Regions from separate parts of the Rattus norvegicus genome. Here region 2 is linked to region 1. The links are chromatin contacts, called in public Hi-C maps. All regions are on one chromosome and are shown on one strand. The core of a region is the stretch at or near the end of the contact, and the rest is flanking DNA. Distances in the headings are between cores, read along the strand shown. Region 1 holds the start of Crtac1 (cartilage acidic protein 1). Region 2 overlaps R3hcc1l (R3H domain and coiled-coil containing 1-like).

The links. Hi-C and Micro-C count contacts between places; a contact is called where the count stands out from the background.
Region 2: a contact with region 1 is called in a Hi-C map of frontal cortex, with 2.4 times the contacts expected there. The contact joins the enhancer-like site here to the promoter of Crtac1 in region 1.

What each region holds. Positions count from the first base shown.
Region 1 is chr1:251,180,493-251,187,442 of GRCr8, reverse strand. It overlaps Crtac1 (cartilage acidic protein 1), which reads left to right and starts at 4,754. Exons shown (of 15, transcript NM_134401.2): 1 at 4,754-4,866. The coding sequence starts at 4,843.
Region 2 is chr1:251,284,127-251,291,215 of GRCr8, reverse strand. The region is part of intron 1 of R3hcc1l (R3H domain and coiled-coil containing 1-like); the gene reads right to left. LOC120100039 (a long non-coding RNA gene) reads left to right here. Exons shown (of 3, transcript XR_005499692.2): 2 at 4,518-4,577. Among named protein-coding and RNA genes, the nearest start is that of R3hcc1l, 21 kb to the right of the region's middle. Within about 2 kb of position 2,190, at least 15 of the 93 cell types and tissues checked have an H3K27ac peak or open chromatin away from gene starts, as enhancers often do.

The DNA of each region.
Region 1 (6,950 bases), core at 3,505-6,004:
AAGGTGCTCAACACCCCTGGTTAGTGAGCCCAGGACAGAGTAACCAGAAAGTAACCTTGTGAATTTCAAACCTGGGTTCCCCTGTGACATCAGCCTTTGTTCTCCTGCATTTATCCCTTCATGCAGAATCCAGCTGTGCCCTCCCCCTCTCCTTTTCCAATGTCCCCCCTCTCACTTGCACACACACTGGGTCTCCTTTTCATCTTCAGCACTTGACCCTTTGCTGATCACAAGGTTCGCTCAGTTTAGATACAGGAAAAAAGACTTCAAACATTCTCCTCCCCTCGGCTGGAGTCTCTTTCCTTCCTCTCTCCTGATTCTTCTCCTCTATCTCCTCCTTCCCCACCTTCCTCTCCTGTTCACTTTCCACCTTGTCGTTCCTCCTACGGGATGAAACTGGCAAAGGTGCCCCCAACCCGGGAGCTCTCCCTGGCACTTGCTTCTGATGAGGGTCGGCTTCCACAAAGGGTGCCTTTCTTCTTTAAACCAGAACCATGAGCTCATGTCTGTCAGAAATCTGACAGTGTTGGTGGTTGGAGATGCCAGATGGGGAGGGGCTGGGGCCTGGAGCAAGAGCTGACCACCAAAGTACCACAAAAGAGAGGGGTTCCTGGCAGCAGGTAGAAGAGGAGGAGAGGCCAGGATAAAGGATGCCAAAGGAGCAGGCATGGGGAAGTTTGCAGATGCCGAGGAGGTTGATGTCAAGAATGTGGGGCAGCAGGTGACAAGGACTCAGCCACAGGAAGGAAAGCAAACCATCCAGATCTCAGAATCCTTAACCTGAGGATCAACACGAGAGCATGACATAGGGCCCCAGTCACTAAATCTGAAGGTACCAGGCAGAACTCCAGCAGAGAAAAAAGAGTACTGGTCAGGTGCTAGGGCTTTAGCCAAAGGCCAGCGGACTAACCTTAAAATTAAGTGTAAACTTACTTACTGCTGACCTTGAGCTCCAAAGGGCCTCATAACATGGGAGGTGGGGGCAGCTTTGTGGCTAAACAACTCAAACAGGGTCAGAGAGCTGCACAGTCTATTTCTCCATCTTGCTCCCTGCCTTAGACTCTCATCCAGACTCTACGGATGCAGAGTCTGCAACGGAGGAACCCCAAAAGCACACATAGGCAGGTGGGGCACCAAGCACTTAAGCCCAAATGACCACTATGAGCAGGTACCTCCTCAAATCGTCCTCCCCAGGCTTCTACCCAGTCCCAAACAGTTCTGACCTTGACACGCAGCTGCACCCAGGACTCAGTAGCATCTCCCTGTTTCTTGCCTGCCTTTCTAGTCTGCACCCTTCCTGGAAGAGTTCGCCTCTCAGGATCCTCCCATCTCCAGTTGTTCTGAGCTAACCCTGGCCACATAGAAGACTTCTGTGTCTACTCAGTTATACCGCTAGAACAAACTGTCCCCCAGGAGCTGAAGCATCTCTTCAAGAAAGAGTTCCTGTCTATTTTCACCCTAGACAAAAGCCCATTCTGCCCTACCTGTCACTCACAGCACACCGTTGACATGTGATGCACGAGTGCTCCCCGAGAAAAGAGGACCACACTGAGACACGGCTTGGTGTGAGAAAGGCGTTACTTTTTCACATCCCTGGAGTGCCTATCACCGTTTGTGGTTTTCCATCCACTGCTGGTGCTTCTGCCACTCTCACAAAGAATTCATTTCTTCAGGGGCAACCAGCCTAAAACACACTCTTTGTCTTCAATTTTAAATGTCCGAATCCCCAAGACTTAAAAATACTTGGGATTTGTTCGGCGTTTTTGCTAGTTTGCTGCTGCAACTCATCTGAAGACAAATCCTGACCTAAACCGACACGAAACCACTTTCCCCTCAACGCTGACTCTAGAAATCCTGACATTTCACTGCGGAAATATGAATGTGTCTGATTTTCAGATGCGACTCCAGACCTCACAGGATGGCGCAACATGTTTGGCACCTCTCTGAATTCTAAAACGCCCTGGCTTCAAGGGTTTCTAGACACGGGCAACATTAGGAGAATTAGAAATTCTAGGACCAGACCTGCCCAGCCTGTCCCTGAGTGGAACACCTGTCACTTAGAATTTCTCTGTCCTTTCCCGGCACCTCCGCTCTGTCATCCCCTTACCTGACTAGAGAAAGTGAGATCATTATAGGGTTGTGTTACACTGACAACCTATTCACATCTGGGTGGCTAATGTTGATAATTACCGAGCTGGTTACTAAATCTGTCAGGTTTAGGTGAGGTGAGGCTCCTGCAGCTGGGGCTGCTGCTCACAGCTTCCCAGGCAGAGAGAGGGAGGTGAGAACAAAACCAAGAAAGGTGTGTTCGGATGCTTGGGCTCCAGTGAGACTGGTTAATTACCAGTCACTTGCTGTCTCCCTGAGTCGGAGCTTCTGGCTGAGGAACACTCGTGGATCAGACAGAATACGACAACCTGCTATTTATTTCCACATAAAGAAAGTGGCTGGGGACAAGTGTGGAGACAGTCTCTCGGGTTCCAGGACCACGGCCACAGGGTGCAGATAATCCTTAGCACAGGGTGGCAGTGTGTCCATCAGTGTGTAGAGCCTGCTGCTGTTCCTTTTGGAGGGAACCGGGGACCAGCAGTGTGCTTGGGACCAAGTCTACTTGCTGATGGGTGAAGAGTATTAATGCAGAACCTTGGATTATGTTCTAGCAACCCCACTCCCCCACACACACATATACAGGCCTGTGTATGAGAGAGCATCTTTCTGAGAAGCACATCCACACATCCATTCAGAGTCTCACAGGGTACAGAACAGTCTCCGACCCCTAGAGAGAGGTTGATTACAAACCGCTGGCCTGGAACACTGAAGAAACAGGTTGCTATTGGGCTGAGCACCCAAAGACTCCGGATTCCTAATGATTCTGAAATTATACTCAGTAGTCGCTTATGTGTAAATGTTTGCCAGGTTTTTCCAGAAAAAGACTCCAGTGACTTTCGACAGATTCTCAAAGGTTCCCCCACGGTCAAGGAGCTCCTCCGCAGCCCAAGAGATGGACTCTGTCTATGCTTAGCTTCTGCTTTTAAGAGAAGAGCACAGATACCTTAAAACAGGGCCGACACCAGTGGAAGGGGAAGCCCTTGGTACTGCTAAGACTGAACCCCCAGTGAACGTGATTGTTGGGGGGAGAGTGGTAATGGGGGGAGGATGGGGAGGGGAACACCTATATAGAAGGGGAGGGGGAGGAGTTAGGGGGATGTTGGCCCGGAAACCGGGAAAGGGAATAACAATCGAAATGTAAATAAGAAATACTCAAGTTAATAAAGAGAAAAAAAAAAAAAAACTGGGCCGACAATTCTAATCAGTATTGGAGATAACCAGGTCCAGCCAGGAACTGGTTGACAGGATCCTCATATAGCTGAGTCCTCATCCAAGTCATTTTAAGAGTCAAGAATACAGAAGCCGCTAGTTAGTGAGTAGTGGTCACAAAAACCTTTGGAGCAGAGCAGTTTAATATTCTCCTCCGAGGCCCTGGGTCTGGCTTTCAGAAATCTACCGGTCTTATCACAAAAGGTCAAAATTCACTACTTGCCGGGCACCTATTGTATATCTGGTTCTATTGTAGATGCAAAAGAATCTACAATGTTGTAGACCTTAGCAAGTTACCTGCCCCAAACACAGGTATTTGGGACGTTGCTAACCAAGACACCTTCCCCATCCTAGTTGCTCTCCCACCACTACCCTTGGGCCAGAGAGATCAAAGCCATCCCACCCAGCTGATGATAGCTGGTGACAAGAGAGAAAGCCAACAGTAGTACTACTCCCTGTGGGCAAAGCAGGAAGGGTGGGTGGTAGATGCAGACGCCCTGAGCAGGTGAGCCAGACTCAGCCCTGGTGGGTGCTTCCGGAGAGAGGGTTAGGTAGAGTGAGGCCTCTGCCTGCTGCGGGGGGGCGCGGATGTGCGGAATCAGACTCTGCCCGCAGTTGCCTGGGCCGCTGCGCCTGACCGCCGAGCTGCGCTCGCCTGCTCCCCGCCCTCTGGGACCGTGGTGAAGCTCTGTTCCCCATACTGAGCAGTCCCCGGGAGGCGCTCGGACACGTCCCTTGGCTGGATAAAGATCGACTCGGAGCTCGCTCCCCAGCGAGAAATCTCGCCATCGGCGTGGCTCGCGCGGCCGCTCCGGCCCGGCCCGGGAGACGCCTGATCGTTATCTCGGAGGCAGAAAGAAGGCAGCGCCGCCGCCACCCTCAACCCTGCGCGCAGGGTGGCTGCGGGGTCCTGGGGCTCTCCGGCCTCCCCTCCCCCGTTGCACTGCCTTCCCCGCGCTCCACCCCCCCCCCCCACTGGGGACATCCGCTTCCCGCCCGCCCGGTCCCCAGTGTCCCTGAAAGGCGCCCTCTCCCCACTCGCTAGGCCCCGCTGCCTCCTGAAGGTTACGCGGCGCGGCGGCGGGGCGCGGCAGAGCACGGGGGGCACCCGCCCTCGCCGCCGCCCGCGCCGCCGCCCACCCCAATGCCCGCCGCGCCGGGCCAGCCTGGCTGCCGGCTGCTGCCACCGCAATCCCGGCTCCTAAATCAGCGCGGGGAGGTGCCCCTTCCCCCACCCGGCTCCTCGGGCTCTCCGGGCCGCGATTGGCCGCGCGTGCGCCCCCCAAGCTTGGGCCCCGGCTCCAGCTGCCGCGCCATTGGCTGCGGGCCTCCGCCAGCCTTTACATAAGCCCGGGCGCGCTCGAGTGGAGTTGTATAAAGCGAGCGCGCGGCGTCGGGGCGGGAGGCTCGAGGCCAGCCCGGGACCAGGGCTAGGCGCTGCAAGGCGGCGGCGCCGGCGGCAGAGGCGGCAGTGAGCGCCAGCGCTCCGACGCCCCCAGGCGGTGGGGCTGAGAGAGCCAGAGGATGGCTCCGAGCGCTGACCCGGGCGTGAGTATCCGCTCCTGGAGCCCCCACCCCTTCCGGCGGAGAAAGTTTCTCCAGCCCAGCGCACCCCTCCCCGCACGCCCCCAGGGGTGGCGGTGATGCAGCTGGGGACCTGGGAAGATCGGGACCGCGAAGGCGGCGACGCTGTTCCCAACTTGCCAAGAGGCGCTGGACTCGATTGGCGCGCAGATCCTCCCCGCGGGCTGGGGGCAAGGCGGGCGCCGGGCTGGAGGTAGTGGAAGAGAAAAGAGCCGAGGTGTAGGGTGACAGCCCACAGTTGGCAGAAAACGTGTTAGGGGCACATAGGATGGAGGTCAGCGATTTGAGAAGGGGGCAAAGGGGCTAGTAAGGGGCGGAGCAGGTGAAGGCTGTGCTGGGGGTACCCGGGGAGTCACCCAGCTGGCGGGCTCAGTTTGGGGCCGACTAAGCTACCAGCCTCGGCCGATTGCCAACGCTTCCAGGTTGGGGAAGATCCCCCGGGGCATAGCTCTTCTCCCGGGAAGCCGAGCTGTCTCCCCTGCACAGCGCTGAGTGGCAGAGTGCTCCCGGAGCCAGCCCGGTGCACGGCGTAGCTGCCAGTCGCTTTTTGCTGGACCGAGGTGTGGTCTGGCTTTCAAGCTGGGGCTTTTTCAAGGCAAGCTCTTTTCCGGCTTTCTCGGGGAACCATGGGGTCCCCCTTGATCTTATGGAATCACATAAAGGTTTTTGGTGGGGCGGCAGGCAGGCTTGGGGGCATGCCCAGCAATGCAGCGTGCTTCTTTTGCAGCACAGTAGTTGGGAGCCCTGGTTAGTCCCGCTTCTGCAGAAACCAACTAAAGAATCCAAAGTCATCCCAGCCGGGATGGGAGCCTCCCTAGGGGTGGGGGCGGGGGGCTTCCTTCTCGAATGACTAATGATTACTATTGCTATTGGGTGGGCTCACCTACCGTGGCATCTGTGCATCCCAGGGGAGCTTCCGTTCTTCTGGAAGCATTCACGAGTTGCACTTGAGGTACCATCTGGGATGGGTGCAAGACTTCGAAAATGAAGCCAATTGGGAAAGAAAGCAAGAAGGTTCCCAGAGTAGAGGACAGCTGTGTGATGCTGTGTTGAACCTGGGAAGAACTCCTGGGGAAAAGCTATCAGGGGAGATTTGAAACTGTGATAACTTGGGACAGCAAATACTCCCGTTGAATTAAGGCAGATCCGGAGAGTTGAACAGTTCCTCACTGAAGACAGAGAAGTGGAGGGTGGAAAAATGGGAATATAGACAGTTGTCCCAATATGGTCTTCAAGAGGGCGGTATTCTCTCTCTCTCTCTCTCTCTCTCTCTCTCTCTCTCTCTCTCTCTCTCTCTCTCTCTCTCTCTCTCATCTGTCTTGGTTAAGAAGCCTCTTCTGGAGGCAGGTTCTAAAGTCGATTTAGTAGGCAATGAAGGGAGTTTAGTTCATGGTACTGGACTAGAGGGCCAAGAGTAGAATGCTTTGGTCTCCAATTGGTGCTGATGGACTCGGTAGAAGATTGAAGGCTGCTGGTGCCATTCACCTTCTCCCAACCCTATCCATGGGGTTATGTTCAAATTCCTTGGATCTTTAGCTCTTTAGCCATTCACCTTCTCCCAACCCTATCCATGGGGTTGTGTTCAAACTCCTTGGATCTTTGCTTTAGGCTAATGATCTTATGTGCGGGTTACCAGTCCATGCCCAGCCTCCCCACGCCACCACCATGCTCCATTCCCTGTTTGCCTGCAGTCAACATTTCTCTGCTGCGTTTCCCAAGACCTTCTTTCCATTAGGGATTTGTGCAGTGAAATACCTGCTTGTTGCCCTTTCTTCCTTTCTCCATCTGGGCTGCACCTGGCATTCTGAACCCTGATGTTTATTCTTTGGTACCAGGGTGTTTGGTTAAGATATCCTGTGGTTGCATGGAGGAGCCCTGTGAATGAGTATAGACCCATGGCCTGTGTAATACTGAGACTGAAACACAGATTCTTATAAAGAGACTAGACCACCAACCAGGAAATACTTCTGTTAAACAGGTTGTGACCACCGGGGGTTGGTCTTCAAGCTCCCGTGCCTCCTTGGAAGTCAGTGGAAGCTTGGAGGTGG
Region 2 (7,089 bases), core at 941-3,440, 110 kb before region 1:
CTCCACAGCTGAAAATAGGGCCTGACCTGACCCATGGAAGACACTAAGTATTTCAGTACTTAGCTAATTTCATTTTCTACAGCCATAAGATTAAGAAATGGAACCCTGGAGTTCTACACCAGTCCAACTGTACTGTACCTAAAATAATTTCCTAAATTATATTTGTTCATGTATTCTCTGAGTAAACTAGAAGCATCATGAATGCAAAACCTGGACCTGTTTAATTTACTGTTTGTATTTATGTGTGCGCCCATGCATGATGTGCTGTATAGACACACATTCAATAGTACATACAGAGGTCAGAGGACAACCCTGAGGAGTTATGTCTCTCCTTCCACCTTTACATGGGTTCTAAGGACTGTACTCAGTCATCAGGCTTGTATGACAACTGGCCTTACCTGAGGAGTCACCTAACCAGCCAGACCTTTGCCCTTTCTGAAGCTTGTAAAACAAACTAGCCCTGTGGTATGTATGTATGTATGTATGTACATACAAGTAGGCAGCTAATGCTCCCTGAAATTTTCAAGGTAATGTGTGAGCAGCTCACACACTACATGTTTTTACTCCGTGTAAAAACATGGTCGTCTTACCAATAAGATTTATTTTTCATCATCTTTGGCACAAATTCTAAAATGCTATCTGCCAGGTCTCATGCCCAATAAATATGCATCCCCAAGCAATTATAGAGATAGATAGCTTCTGGGGAGGGGGCACTCTTTGGTCAAGTCCCAGCGCTGGCCTGTGGTTAGGGGGAAAGGATTGGGGGGAGGGGTGTGGTCCTGTGATTAATCACTGCCCACTCTGCTTAGGGGTATTTATCACAGCCCACTGTCAGGTAAATCACTGGAAAAACACCTCTTCAGTAATTAATGTGAAGTGACGGATGGACAGCCCCTGGGCCCATTAATCAGGAACATCAGCAGCCTACTGAGATTATGAATGTCAGGATGCATAAACTGCCGGTGGATCAATAAGCCCAGGAATTCATCCAAGGCTCTCATTTCCGAGGCATCTCCGGTACATTAGGTTCCCTCAAACCCCTCCCTCAATCTGAAGTGAAAATCAAGGCTTCAGAACAAAGAACAGGAGCTGGGGTCTGAGTGACCACTGCAATAACATGGCCAAGGAAGCTGGCTATGCCTAGGACAACCACAGGATTGACAACAAGCGCACACACACACTGATCCAGAGGCTCTCAGAAGGCATGGTACACCAGAACATAGGAGCAGGGAAGACACAGTTGGATTTCAGTTATCAAAACCTCATGACCCATTTTAAGTATCATCCAGTCTCTTGTTTATAATGTTACCTATTTCCCTGTCCATATTCTCTTCCTTTCATTTAAAAACCACTAATATAGGGAGAAAAAAATTCAATTTTTACTACTTAAGAACTGGGTAAATTTTTAATTCAGTAAGAAAAAGAACTTACATGAAATAAAATTATTAAATTATTTAGATTTAATTTAATCTCATCCCTCATTACTATGATGAACACAGAAGAAGTTCGTATAGTGTTATGTGAAAATATTCTCCATGAAAAACATTTGCTTAACTTGCAAAACTGTCTGGAGCTAAAAGAATGACAGTCTCATCATTCCAAGTTTAGCCAAATTCTGTATGGGAAAGAAGGTTGAGCTAGGGCCTCAAACTGAATCTGTTCTAGGCTGGCAGTGACGGGAAGTAGACTGCCCTTACTGCCACATCCCGCCAAACCCCACTGCTGTGCTTTGTGGTCAGACTCAGGCCAGAGCTACAATTGTTGGTTAGAAAGTATCTCAGAGTTACGGCTGCCTGTTCCGCTAAATCTCATTTCATCCTACTGATGGATGGATGGACAGATGGCTGCTTGGTGAAAGCAGCATTATCAGCCAGCTTCTATGGAGCCTCTGAATGATGGATAGCCCTCTTTCTACTTTCTCCAAACCACCATCGATCCAAGCCATATTTCAGCGGTCAGAAGCCCAGTAATATTAAGACACACAATCAGGTTAAGTTACTTGCAGTATAAACCTCTAGAACAGAAATCTTAACACCTCTGCTTTGCTGTCATGAACTAGGCTAAAAATGTTACAGTTTGATTCTTTCTAGCTGCTAACAATGAATTCCAACAGCTCAAAGCCCAAAGGGAACAGCTGGGCTCTATTCCTAGCAGCACTTGAAAAGCTGGCTTGCCTGCCAAATTTTTACTAGCCAGTTCATTTCTGGGAAATGAACTCACAGCAGTGGTGAGCAGATCTGTGAATATGTGTATCCTGTGGAGTGTGAAGCTATTAGAACCATCAAACCACCTAGAGTTTGTCAGTGATACCATCAATAACCCCAAATGTGTGGAGTCTGGGATCTACCAAGTAGACCAACATCAAGAAAGCTCATTAAGTCAGGGCAGATTAAGATCCTGTCTTATACAGAATTCTAAAACACTGTATATAGCTAGTCTGCTCAAACGGCCTATACTCCCTTATTTGTATATCAAATTGTTAAATCCTAATCCTTGCCTGCTTTCACAAGCACATTTCTGTAACCATTTGTTCTGTTGCTTACTAAACACCCATCTGATTGTCTGCTTGGACTTCACAGCTACCTTTGTTCTTTCCATCGTACCCTTAGCCCTCCAGCAACTTAAGAATCACATAACTGGATTCATATAAAAATTATTCCCACTTTTATGGCTATAAAAAGTAGAATGTGACATCAGCTTTGTGATATGAAATCCTAGAACTCATTAACTCCTTTTCTATGTTTACTCTTTCCCAAATGATCTCCTCTAAATGACATACTATCAACTCCCCTGTCCCCCAATCAGGATGTGGGACATCCTGGCTCCTCCTGGTCTTTCAACTATTAACTGAACCATTGCCATCTTGAACCTATGCTCAATTTATCGCTTTGTGGAGTAAAAAGATGTCTCACTAGAGTGTCTTTCTGTCTTTAGTGTTTATGTATTAATAATTACCAACAGATGTTTTAGCAAAATAACATACTATATTTAAAATGTGTACCTTTGCTATAATGTTCTAATTTAAGAACAGTACTGCCTTGCACATAAATATTAAAGAATTTCCACAAAATCTTATACTACTAAAAAAAGGATCAAATAGGTTAAAAATAAGCATCCTAATCTTTCAAACAAAGATACTGAAGTTCCAAAGATTTTGTTCTGTTTTGTTTTTGAGACAGGGTCTTGCTATAAAGCCTTGGCTAACCTGGAACTCGATAGACCCGCTAGTCCAAACTCAGAGATCCACCTGCCTCTGCTCTGTTTCGTGAGTGGGACTAAAGGCATACACTGCCATGCTTGGCTCAGATCCAAGGTTTTAATGTCCATGACCACATAAAATAGCAATGCCAGACTGGAACCTAATTACAAATACTTGCTCCCTCTGTTCTACTTCTCAAACATCTTCATTTTCTTTCTTGATTTCAACAAGAGGATGGGTTAGGTTGAGCACTGTTTGTGTGCTGTGTTTGGAAGAAACTGGTGACTACTGTACTTTCCATCCAAGATGTGCATCAGTCTTCTGAGTCATTAACTATCTTAGGAAATAAAGATCAGATAAAGACCTGACAACCTCAACTCTCTTTATTTGTCCTAGTTCGACTGAGAAAATTGAAGAGAAAAAAAGCAGAAACTGGAGAATAGAGAGCAAGAGGCCCTATAACTTATAAATAGACAAGGATATGATAGGTACAATGTGTCCCTTTCACTTCCATCAATGACACACATTCTGGTCAGAAACAAAGCCACAAGAAGACTGACTGGACTTCCCCCTCTGGTGGCCACAATTTGTCACTGCTGCATCTCCTGAGTTTCCAACCTACCTTTTTCCCCTCTCCCTCTCAAAAATCAGGTTAAATAATTTCATCATTTTAAAGACAAGAAAGAGAGTTATCTCAGATTTACAACTATTTGAGTGGAAAACCTGTCCAAAATTCACATCACCTATCATCTAAACTAACAATTTGATCATCCAGTTTTCTACCAAGCGTATGCTCAGCGAAGTTTAATCAGGAAGTTAATTGTGCTGCAAAAATAATCACATAATGCACATCAAATCCAAATATATTATCCACGCTAATGCTCATCTTCATTAGTGTAAATGGTCAGCAGAACTTTCCTATCTGATTCCCACAGAAATGTGCCTCAAATGCTAGACAGGAACTCTACAACTGTTCTCCCAAGGAGGGAAAAAAAATTCTTTTAAGAATTCCCAAAATGGGCACATCAATCAAAAAGAAAAAGAAAAAAAGGAAATGCTTGTGTTAAGGGAGTGGTAAGCAATGGCAATGCTTTGAACTACATAATCCACAAGCATTAACCAAATACACCAGTATATCCATTCTTGGTCATTTGCACAGCTATCTCAAACCAATACAAAGATCCTGATCATTTAGGAAAGATTGTAGAATTTCCAATTTGCTTAAGAAAGTATTTAGTCAACGCCCAAGAAAATGATGACTTGTGTTTTTAACCTGCTGTTGTGAGCCATGTCTAATTATGTCTTCTGTCCCATTAAGGTCCAGGCCCTTCAAACAGAACTGAGCAGTGGTGGAGCAGCATCAATAAAGGTAGCAAAGGTAAGGAAAGAAAAAGGGAACCATTGGCTATGAAAAGTGTTGTCACATTAAATGTCAATGGTACTGTGTTAGTGTGTGTGTGTGTGTGTGTGTGTGTGTGTGTGTGTGTGTGTTTACACATTTATGTAAAATCTCATCTGCTACCAGCATATAACACTGCAATTAATGGCTCAGTATACTAAGATTACCACACTGACTATGGAGACAACCAAGAAGGAATAACTGTGAGTTTGACCAAAGGCAAGTGTCTTGAAGTAGAAACTTGAAATAGTCTGGGACTAAAGAGCCTAGAAAGCCAAGCTTTCAGGTAGCAGTTTAAGACTCTGATGTTATTTAGTGAAAAGCTGAACCACATAAATGCTTCTTCACATGAACTTCTAAGGATACACTCTGCTTCCCCTATCCTTAAGAAGAGCTTCCCTTGGCATGGAGTATCACTCAGAGGACAGGGGAATAGAACATTTGTTATGGAAGCAGGTAAGTGTGCAGTCAGGTTAACCTACACCACAGAATTAGTCTCTTTTTCTTACTGCTGTAACAGAAACTCCTGACAAAAACAACTTAAGAACAGGTTCACTTTGGTTCACAGTTTGAGGGGTTGATAGTTTGTCAGGGAAGGCATGCAAACAAGAACAAGAGGCTGCTGGCCACACTGAAGTTGCAGTCAAGAAAAAGAGATGAATTCTGGTGCTCAGCTGGCTTTTTCCTGCTCCTTTTTTGTTTTTGCCTTTTCTTTTTTGAGTCTGGGACACTGCTTAATAGGAAGGAGCTATGTACTTTCAGAGTAAGCCTTCCCTCCTCAGTTAAACCTTTCTGGAAATCAAACACTCGCGTGCACGGACACACACACACACACACACACACACACACACACACACACAAAACACTCTTCTAGGTGACTCCAAAATCATCAATGATGATTAACTATTACAACCAGGATCTGCAAAATATAGCAAAATACAGAAGTTTAATCTGTATTTAATGGGACATAACCAAAATAAACAAACCTATTTACTCCAACTACAATAAAAGAGAACTCAACCTTGCCTAGCTTCTAACCGTTGGTTAGGACATAAGAGCTCCCACACTTAACTATTGAATTAGGCTACGCGATAGTAAAACACATTACTATATTAATTCCATAAATAACCGCAATTCGATTAAACTCCATAAGTGCAAAGCAACTAAAGACAATTCAAAACTGCCTCAGTAAAACGAGAAGCCACCAGGATAAGAACAAAAGACCACGCTTTCTCATGCCATGTCTATTTCTAGACTTAAAGAGCCTATAATAGCTGCCCAGTTATTGTCTGAAACTTCCTCATTCACCTTGTGTCACCCTCAAAGCCACATGGTGAAGGACCTCACCAGGTGTCAGGGCAGGAACTTCCTCTCTTCTCTTTGCCATCAGAATAATTTCTGCTCTTTTTCCCTCCAACTCCACTATGGATCTAAAAACATTCAGACGCACACATAAACATGGGACTAATGATCAGTAAAACTGGTAACATTTTTTAGATCAGAGAAAGCTTCAAATTAGAATATAGATATTCTTCATCACTGATTTTTAGAATTCAGAAAATGAAACTAGGCATGATGGTATACAACTATAATCTTAGCACATAATACATAATTCCAATAGAACCTTGAGTCTTAAACTATAGCATGAAAAGGTTTTCCTTGCAATATAACATAATTAATGTCCCAAACATTTTACACTCCACTAGCTATAGTAACCACGCATGAGCACCAACTGACTGCACACATTATAGGGGGAAACAGGCTGAAACATAGTCTCTTTCACACTCCAATGACATGGCAACCCCATGGCTCACCAACCTAACTCTTCCAAACGTAACATTAGCTCCATCACTGACCATTTCTAAAAGCAATCAGATCAAAGGTTTGCTGGAACTGGACAAGAGCAATATCATAACTAGGAAAGCAGACTCTTTTGTCCCTACTCTGCACATACACTTGGCAGTAGAGAGCAAGCAGAAAAGAGGAAAAAAAACTAAAGGGGAAGTTTTTTTTTTTTTTCTTTTTCTACACATCTGGATGTGAGTCTGTGTCTACAGTTACCTACAATCTCTTCCCAGGGTCTGTGCTGAGTTAAGTGGTCTCCTCCTGCTGACAACAAAAGCCCTCAAGTGGACAAGGCTTTGGAGCTATGTCTCAGCCTCACATGCCTTACAGCTTTCCCCTCTTTAGGACTCACTAAAAGTTGTCCTAAATTTTTAGAGTTGAGGCCACTATACTTAATTCCTGCATATTGTCTCTATATATTTCTCTTTTGTCCCCAACCACAAACCTAAGGGGTATCTATCATTATATCAGCTTCATAGATGAGAAAACTGAAACTTTAGTTCCTTGAGATCAGAACTTCCACATGTTAATTCAGTGTGCCAACCCTACATTTAACTACTATGTTAGACTAGAACACTAATGTTCTAAAAACTATAATAGAGGAAAAGCATAGCAGAGAATAGTTTAATAAACACCAACAAAAAAT